Linked DNA regions of Mus musculus: region 2 is linked to region 1. A link is a contact called in public HiCAR-type data. All regions are on one chromosome and are shown on one strand. The core of a region is the stretch at or near the end of the contact, and the rest is flanking DNA. Distances in the headings are between cores, read along the strand shown. Region 1 has its middle 120 kb from the start of Gm281. Region 2 overlaps Gm281 (cadherin-related family member 3).

Region 1 (4,883 bases), core at 1,674-4,173:
CCTTAGTCCTTTTTCTTTCTCTTTTCTAACATTGACTAAGGAAGATTCTCATTTAAAGCAAAGTGGAGGAAATTTGAGGTTGTAATGAAACATATATTCATCTCCAGAGTAACTAATAAAGAGAGCTGTAATTTTGGTACCAGTCCCAATCCTGATCCTCTACCAGAAAATGAAGCAACTTTGTGTGGCTTATTGCAAAGCACATATATTATGAAGACATTGTTCTTTGCACACATTAACTGGGTGTCTATTCTAGAGACCTGCAGACTTTTCCTGTCATGGACAAAGTAGTAGACACAAAGCTTAACTGTCATCTTTATAGCACTTCAATAGCTTTGTCAGTACAGGTTGGAGGAGGACATAGGAGGTGCATAAACCAGGGCCAGTGACTGTATTTTAAAGCTGTACTCATGGATACTGGCAAATGAACTTCATCATGGAATAGCATTACTCTTTTTCTTAACAACTTCAAAATAGAAACACCATATGTAGCTCGTGGGTCAAATCCAGTGCACTAGATAGTTGTCAGCTCTTAGTTTAGGCTATACCAAGCACTATTAACAAATGGGCCTGGCAGTTACTCTCGAGTTTTTATGAAGTTCTTTAGGTTATGTAGACTGGAGTATGCACATACACACACACACACACACACACACACACAACACACACACACACACACACGTCTATACTCAAAACAAGGGGAAATGTTGAGTTTGAGCCTTCTTTTTGCTATAGAAACAATATGACAAATAGGAAACTAACACTGTTGAGTGTCTGAGATGATGGTGACAAGGAAGATATGCAAGAACAAACCTATTTGAATTTAGAGCTTTTCAATATACAAAGAACTTCCATGAATAGTTCATTAGGAAAATGAAGTCACTTAAAAAGTAACACAGCTACAAGAGTAAATCTGTACTTGAAGTTTCATTATATTCTCTATCTCCCAATGACAAGGTGTTATAGGAGAATGACCTACACTATGTTTAAGAATTTGATTGTGTGTTCGTTCCAGTTGCCACCCCCCACCCCCCCACCCCCGCACAATCTTGGGCACAAACTCAGTGGGCCCTAGCACGCCCAGGATCTTGGGATCACTGGGTGAGTGGAACACAACATCTGTTCCAAAAAATCCCAGAGGGTGTTGTGCCATCAGGAGCAGGGACAAAGGAAAGCTGCCAACCAGTGGCTGGGTTTCTTTTTCCTTGGTGCCAGCCCTGCGCCATCTTGGGCACAATCTCGGCGGAGGGTCCAAAGATACTCAGAGGACTCTCCATGCTGCAGGCTCCCTACCATATCCAAGATCTTGAGATCACTAGTGAGTGGAATGCAACATCTGTTCCAAAAAATCCTGAAGGATCTTGTGCAAGCAGGAACAGGGACAAGGGAAACCCACCCAATCAGAGGTTGGGGTTTGTTCTGGTTGGTGCCAGTCACATGCCATCTTGGGCACAAACTTGGCAGGCCATAGTACACCCAGAATCTTGGGATAACTGAGACCAGCCTACACAGGAGAGCACATGGGCGGCAGAAGCAACAGAGCTTCTTAGACAGGGTCCCTTAGGGACTTCATCCTCAGCCAGGAGACAGAGCTGAGACCCAGATATCTGGACAACTTCCCTGCCAGAGGAGAGTTGGCTTCCAGGAAGGGCTCTGACCCCAGGACTCAGGAGGTGGTTCTGAGCTCCAGACTTGGGTCCACCTTCCCTGGAAGAGGAAAGCTTGCCTGCAGAGAGTGCTCTGACTACTGGGACTCAGGAGAGAGTTGGACTCCCAGGAGTGCTGACAGAGGAGGAACAAAATTATAGAAGAAAACTTTCCTAACTTAAAGAAAGAGATCCCCATGAACATACAAGAAACCTACAGAACCCCAAATAGACTGGTCCAGAAAAATGATTCCTCCCAACACATAATAATCAGAACAACAAATGCACTAAATAAAGATAGAATATTAAAAGCAGTAAGGGAAAAAGGTCAAGTAACAAATAAAAGGCAGACCTATTAGAATTAAACCAGACTTCTCATCAGAGACTATGAAAGGCCGAAGATCTGGGACAGATGTTATACAGACCTTAAGAGAACATACATGCCAGCCCAGGCTACTATACCCAGCAAAACTCTCAATTACTATAGATGGAGAAACCAAAGTATTCCATGACAAAACCAAATTCACACAATATCTTTCCATGAATTCAGCCCTTCAAAGAATAATAAAGAGAATATGCCACAGACGGACCTCTTTTTTGGGTCTCCTATCTGCACAGAATGGGTCTCTGGTTGCAGGTGGGCGAAGGAGTCAGCGAATGAATGACAAACAGACACAAGGGAGTGTGCTGTATCTGAATGTAATTTGTCAAATGGAGCATCAAACTTTTTATACAGAACAAAATAGGGAAATTAGGTGACACATCAGCAAGGTACAAATGAGGTTACTGGATGCTTAATGACTCTTACACAAAACAGAGGAATGTAAACACAAAGACTGGCAGGAACTGGGCAATAAAACAACTGAGACAAAGTCAGCCCTATCTAAGGTCAGCTATAGTCTTAGAAGCCAGCTGTGAGGTCTTTTCACTCCTAGGGCAAGGGCTTTCACACCCAAGTCATGGTTCTAATTAGGGAGTTCCGCTCTAGCCAACCATCTCATGAATAATGCAATACTCTAAAACCACAGCCTGATTTACTTCCGAAACCATTGTAAATTCCTGTATATGGGAGCAACTTGGCTTTTATTCTAAGTGATAGTGTGGGGGGACTTTCTACTAATAAGCAATGTAGTCTGCCATACATAACTATAATAAGAATTTTAAACTTATGGCACTAAGCTTGCCCAGAGATTTTTAACTCTGTAGTAGAGAGTAATGCCTGATTTCTTTCACTGTCTCTCTTACAATACTAAAGGCAATTCTGAATGCCACTGAATAGGCAACATTCTTACTGAATTCCAAGCCTAGGACTCAATTCAAATCTCAAGGACTACCTAGGGCATTGCTGAAGGCTAGGAAGCAAAGTTCGATTTTGCTTAGGTATTTGGCAAGTCATTGCTTGGAGGCACCTATAACAAAACAATACTGAAAGGAAGCACACAGATCCATTCGCAAGGACAAAATTGGAGCATAAGTGCTATGGAATGCCACAGTTCCAGGAGACTAAGTTTCCATGAAACTCTTCACCTCAAGACTGCGTCAAGGCTTTTGGCGTATCATGCATGACATTACTGGAGTGGATGTAGCAGAAAAACACCAACACAAGGACAGAAATTATGCCCTAGAAAAAGCACGAAAGTAATCCTTCAACAAATCTAAAAGAAGACAGCCACAAGAACAGAATCCCAACTCTAACAACAAAAATAACAGGAAGCCACATTTACTTTCCTTAATATCTTTTAATATCAATGGACTTAATTCCCCAATAAAAAGACATAAACTAATAGACTGGCTATATAAAGAGGACCCAACTTTTTGCTGCTTACAGGAAACCCACCTCAGGGAAAGACAGACACGACCTCAGAGTAAAAGGCTGGAAAACAATTTTCCAAGCAAATGGTCCCCAGAAAAAAGCTGAAGTAGCTTTTCTAATATCGAATAAAATTGACTTCCAACCCAAAGTTATCAAAAAATACAAGGAGGGGCACTTCATACTCATCAAAGGTAAAATCTTCAAAGATAGACTCTCAATTCTGAATATCTATGCTCCAAATGCAAGGGCATCCACATTCATTAAAGAAACTTTAGTAAAGCTCAAAGCACACATTGCACCTCACACAAAAATAGTATGAGACTTCAACACCCCACTCTCACCAATGGAGAGATCCTGGAAACAGAAACTAAACAGAGACAGAGTGAAACTAACAGAAGTTATGAAACAAATGGATTTAACAGATATCTACATAACATTTTATCCTAAAAGAAAAGGACATACCTTCTTCTTAGCATCTCATGGCACCTTCCCCCAAATCATTCATATAATTGACCACAAATCAGGCCTCAACAGATACAAAAATATTGAAATTGTCCCATGCATCCTATCAGATCACCATGGACTAAAGCTGATCTTCAATAACAACATAAATAATAGAAAGCCTACATTCATGTGGAAACTGAACAACACTCTACTCAATGATACATTGGTCAAGGAAGAAATAAAGAAAGAAATTAATGACTTTTTAGAGTTTAATGAAAATGAAGCCACAACATACCCAAACTTAGGGGACACAATGAAAGCATCCCTAAGAGGAAAACACATAGCTCTGAGTGCCTCCAAAAAAAAAAAAATAATACTAGAGAGAGCATACACTAGGAGCTTGACAGCACACCTAAAAGCTCTAGAACAAAAGGAAGCAAATTCACCCAAGATGAGTAGAAGGCAGGAAATAATCAAACTCAGGGGTGAAATCATCCAAGTGGAAACAAAAAGAACTATTCAAAGAATCAACCAAAGTAGGAAGTGGTTCTTTGAGAAAATCAACAAGATAGATAAACCCCTTAGCCAGACTAACTAGAGGACACAGAGACAGAATCCTAATTAACAAAACCAGAAATGAAAAGGGAGACATCATAACAGAACATGAGGAAATTCAAAACATCATCAGTTCCTATTACAAAAGGCTATACTCAACAAAACTGGAAAACCTGGTAGAAATTGACAATTTTCTAGACAGATACCTGGTACCACAATTAAATCAGGATGCAATTAATGATCTAAACAGTCCTATATCCCCTAAAGAAATAGAAGTAGTCATTAATAATCTCCCAACCAAAAAAAGCCCAGGACCAGATGAGTTTAGTGTAGAGTTCTATCAGACCCTCAAAGAAGACCAAAATCGATTTCTCCTCAAACTATTCCATAAAATAGAAACAGAAGGTACTCTACCCAATTCATTC
Region 2 (4,883 bases), core at 926-3,425, 100 kb before region 1:
ACTTTTTCCTAATAAGAGCACATTCCAAGAGGTTGTAAAACAATTGACCAAAAGTCATAAAAAGGGAAATAACAATTTATTATAGGTGCTAGGACAGAAGATAAAATATTGACTAGCTTTATCTATACAAAGCTTCACTAATAACTTAGTTATGGTTTTAAACCTTTAGTGAACCTGTGGAGCTGAGACAGGTGATGGATGTTTAGCCAGATAATTACTCCTAATGGATATGCATGGAAACATTCTCTGTTGTAAACTTCTATTTTGATTTATGATTTAATTTTTTGTGTGAACTTGTGATGAACTTTGTAACATGTGATCATGTTTTCTGAAAGATGTGTAAGCACTGAGGACAAAGAGAGGAGAGGAAGATGGAGGAGCAGGTAGAAAAGAATTTTTCCTTTCCCTAATTTGTTTACTATTCCCCACTTAAGATCTTTCCGCTTCTGCTTTCCCCCTGAGATAGCTTTCATAGGTAACTTTTTACCACTCAGAAATAAACTCTGTAATCACTTCTCTAAGTGTCCCCTTTTCTTTTTTCCCCTCTGTACACTGCTATTATTATTTACATAATACAATATAGCATCAATGCTGAATAGCATGATTATGTGCAATACGTAAATATGAACTATCTGTACACATCTGCAAATCTAACTTAGAACTAAGGTACATAAAATTGAAGCAAAACTCAATGTTTTAATAAAAATAAACTAGGACTGAACACTGCAATAAATCAGAAGTAGTGCCTTGTGTACATACTTAACTATTTACAGATGAAAACAGGCATTACCACAACACTAATCTAACTATACTCATTTATATATAAAAAACACAAGTTTCATACATCACAAAAAAACCTTCCATTATAACACAGAAGTGATATTACCAGACAAGCATCAGTGGAGTATACTGACAGAGCTGCTATATGTGAAAACCAAACAGAGTTTAATTTCTTCTTGTAAACAAATCCCAGTGCAGTTCTGTGCTACAATTTTAGTAATGAGAATGCAGATATCTTCTGGTGCAGGCCAGCACAATAACCTTCAAAGATTATCTCAGGCACCCTGTTGTTGACTTGATGGTTTTACTTAGAACCAGTTGTGATGTTACCTTTCGCAGAATGTCCTAATTGACAGCTTTTAGAAGACCAATTTAACCAGGCTTACACATGGTACCAAATACCAGTTTTGTAGCTTTCTTCCTCCTTCCAAAAGTCATGTTGAAATCAAGGTGAAGTTTGACTATGGTAGTAGACTGCCAGTCCTTTTCTGGTGTACCATTTTATTTATTTATTTATTTTGAAATTTTTTTTAAATTTAATTTTATTTCTTTTTTAAGTACAGGCACATAACACTAGCCAAAGATTATACCTTGATTACATTCCCAAAAGGCAGATATGCTGCAAACATGCAGAGATTTCATTCATTTAGTTTGGCACATGGAACTAAATTTTGTTCCTAGTATATGTGTATTTCAATTTGTTGTGCATATTTTTGTCCAATTTTACTGAGGGGAGGCAATTCTGCCTGTAACAAACACCCAAACATCCTAAAATATCAATTATATAACAGACAAGTATAAAGCAAAACTCTGGAGAACATCAAAGGAAAATGGCCATGCATCTGCTCTTTAATGTTTTCCTACGATATATTAAAATAAAAACAAAGTTTCAGTCTCTTCACATGTAGTAATTTTATATTCTCTGGATTTTTTGAGCCACAACAACTAGATTTTCTTTTCTGATTTTTGCTGCAGCTTCTGCTTATAATCATATGGCCAGTTGTGCTTGTCAGAGTAATGGTGAAGTCCACAAAACAAATTTCCACATCGGCAGTCAACCCCTGTAAGGCCATCTCTCTTTCTACAAATAGAACATCTGTTCTTCTTTGGTTTGGGCAACTCAGGAGCTTTTTCTTCACTTTGAGAAGAACTGGGCTGAGAAACTGATGGACTGAGCTGAGTGACAACTGACTCTGACACCTCTGTTTTCGGGATAGTTAATTTGTCCTCTCATGAAATGCTCATTTCTGTCATTTGTTGAGTTACAGGCAAGGCAGCCACAGGCACATTTCTTGATTTTTCAGATGTGCTGCCAGCAGCACCTTCACAATTGTTGAAACTAGCATCTGCTCTCTGTACAGATGCAGAATCTGTTGGAACCACTAGATGTCCCCATTGGGCTCATTCTGCCACTATTCGTCTCTCAAGATGTTCTTCGTAGGAAACAAGAACACGTTCCATTTGTCCTAGGACCCCATAAAAGCCACATCCTGAACTACACAGCATGGGCACTGGGGTCTGGTTAGTCTCCTGAACCATATTTTTCTGCCTGCGGGGGCCCGGATGCCCTAGCGAGCTGGCGCGCGACGCCGGGCGGTAGGCAGGGCTGAGACCTCCGGGAAGGGTTGGCTAGCGGCCGCCGCGGGCCAGAGCGGAACGCAGGCCGAGCGCAAGTGTTCCTTTTTCTACCTGCAACTTCCAACTAGCAGGTTGAAAGTTAAAGCCACACCGTTCCTGCTGAGATAGAACAAAGGCCACATTGCTTAATCCTCTGCTGTTAAGATACAGGTTAGGTCACTTTTTTTTTTTTTTCCTTCAGACAAAGCAAGAAAGTTTTTAGGACTTTTTTAGAGATTATTATCAGCATTTCAGTACAGTAAGAGACCTAGAAAGCCCTGAGACTCTCAGACTTTTAAAGCCATCACCAGAGTCCTACTTTGTGACTCCACCACTACCCTCTTCGGGCTGGGAGGCTCCCGGCAGGTGGGAGTCCAAACAAAGGCATAAGATCTACTTAGTATTCTCTGAAGTAGCTTTATCTGAAAAGCATTCTGCAGACTGGGCAGGAATTGAATAAAAGAGGGAGAAAACATCTCAGGTCATGTGCAAAAGTCCTGTAGAAAGAAGGATCCTGAAAAGAGGAGACCAGATTTGAACAGGGAGTGTGGTGAGAAATCTGACTGCAATGGAGATAAAGGAGAGAGCCTGTGGAATCTGGGAGATTTGTTGGAAAGAGCTACTTACTTGCTAGTTTTAATAAAGCTAATTCTCCTACTGGGAGAAGTTCACATAGGCGCATTGCTCTTTATAAGATATCTGGGTTCCTTAAGACTCAAAGTACTCATACTGCAAAGCTATTGCATGCTTGACATTCACCTGGTCTTTCTGCATTGGCTCTCTGAGACCCAAAAGAGGACCCAATTCAGTGCAATAACATCTTTAACAGTTGAGCTGCCCTAGACTGGTTTAGTTTCAGGTTATGGTTAGCTCTTGTGTCCCTCAAATCTCAAACCTCTAAAAGCAGTGACTAGTAGAAGCATATTCCATCAGAACAAAAAGAAAACCAGAATATAAGCTTGAGCCCATGTGTACATTTAGAGACTTAAATCTACTCATAAGCTATTAGTTGAAGAAAGTCTCATGCACAAGCCATAGGAACTGCCAAGTCAAATGGCAAGCATCAGAAACATGGGAACTGCAGAGTATGGTAGAAAAGAAACATGATCTGCTAATGCTTTAACAAGATCACTCTAGCTACTGTGGGCACATATTCTAGAAGGACAAGGGAGGTATTTAATAGAACCAAGCCATGGCATTGCCAGCTCTTCAAACTTGCTTCCATTGTGAATCTGGTATTTAACACTGTCTTGTACTTATTCTCTGTTCAGCTTCTACTCTAAGCCCAGCTAGCAAAAATTCTGCTGAGACTCTAGCTTCTGCTCCTGCACTAAGCTGACAAGGCTGCTTTTCCTCTGTGCGCCTCCTCTTATGAGCACTGTAAACCTAGGGAATGGCTTACTTTAATGCATTTCTGTTCTGTTTCCTGAAAAATGAGATGAATGGTAACTTTATTACCTCACTTGAGCTGACAAAACGATTCTGTGAAATAATATATGTCAAGATCCATTTTGCTGTGTAGGCCACAATAAATAGTTGATACTTAGTATTTGTCTATGATAAATATGTTTATAATTCAGTATTCAGCTATGTTATAAATATTAAAGACACAATAAATGTGGCCACACTATTAAAATGATATCCTCACTAGATGTGAAAGTACATACCTTTTTTTTTTTTTTTTTTTTTTTTTTTTTTTTTTTTTGGTTTTTCGAGACAGGGTTTCTCTGTAGCCCTGGCTATCCTGGAACTCACTGTGCAGACCAGGCTGTCCTCAAACTCAGAAATCTGCCCACCTCTGCCTCCGTAGTGCTGGGACTAAAGGCGTGCATCACCACCACCCGGTGGAAGTACATACCTTTAATCCTAGTACTAAGAGCTGATGGTGTAGAATCATGAGTTTGAACAAGCTTGGAGTACATGTCTCAAAACAAAACCAAATTGTCAGGTGTGGTGGCTCACAGTTGTAATCCTAGAACTTGAGATGTTGTGACAGAAGGATTGTTATGATTGTTATATATATATATGAAGTCAACAATTTGGTCCTCCATCATTGTGCTTTTTTTTTTTTTTAACATTTTAGATAATTATCACTGGAGTACCCAAGCTGGACTTTGAGGTGGTAGCGCTCTATTCCTTGACAATATATGCCAAAGACAACCATGGGGCAACAGCGTCCCAGACCATTTTTGTCCAGATCGAAGATGTGAATGAGCCTCCTGTTTTCATTGGGTCACTTACACAGAAAAATCAAGGTACCAACGGTCTGTTTTGAGGGAAAGCAAGTACCAACGGTCTGTTTTGAGGGAAAGCAAGTCCTGAGGACACAGACGTAGGTCCTGTGCTCTATGTCTTATGTGTTTTCATGGTGTTCGGGCTAGAAGGTTAAAGGAGACTGACACTAAACAAACTTGGGCTTGTATAATGGCTCAGCAGCTAAACGGATTTGTAATGCAAGCCCGATAACTGGAGTGGTGACCCCTGGA

Evidence for each region. HiCAR-type assays count read pairs that join an accessible place to other places.
Region 2: a contact with region 1 is called in a HiCAR-type map of embryonic stem cells, with 6 times the contacts expected there. The contact joins two enhancer-like sites. A contact is called at or near these places in 6 of 484 Hi-C or Micro-C datasets (the HL-1 cell line, cortical neurons, differentiating embryonic stem cells and 2 more), 5 of 115 datasets of contacts at active chromatin or transcription factors (all in embryonic stem cells) and 1 of 9 other capture datasets (embryonic stem cells).

Annotation. Positions count from the first base shown.
Region 1 is chr14:13,795,826-13,800,708 of GRCm38.p6, reverse strand. No RefSeq gene overlaps it. Among named protein-coding and RNA genes, the nearest start is that of Gm281, 120 kb to the left of the region's middle. Within about 2 kb of position 2,923, at least 4 of the 459 cell types and tissues checked have an H3K27ac peak or open chromatin away from gene starts, as enhancers often do. A contact at or near this core is called in embryonic stem cells, where this site is marked.
Region 2 is chr14:13,899,278-13,904,160 of GRCm38.p6, reverse strand. Gm281 (cadherin-related family member 3) reads left to right here. Exons shown (of 15, transcript XM_011244864.1): 3 at 4,481-4,652. It also overlaps the pseudogene Gm18576. Among named protein-coding and RNA genes, the nearest start is that of Gm281, 13 kb to the left of the region's middle. Within about 2 kb of position 2,175, at least 104 of the 459 cell types and tissues checked have an H3K27ac peak or open chromatin away from gene starts, as enhancers often do. A contact at or near this core is called in embryonic stem cells, where this site is marked.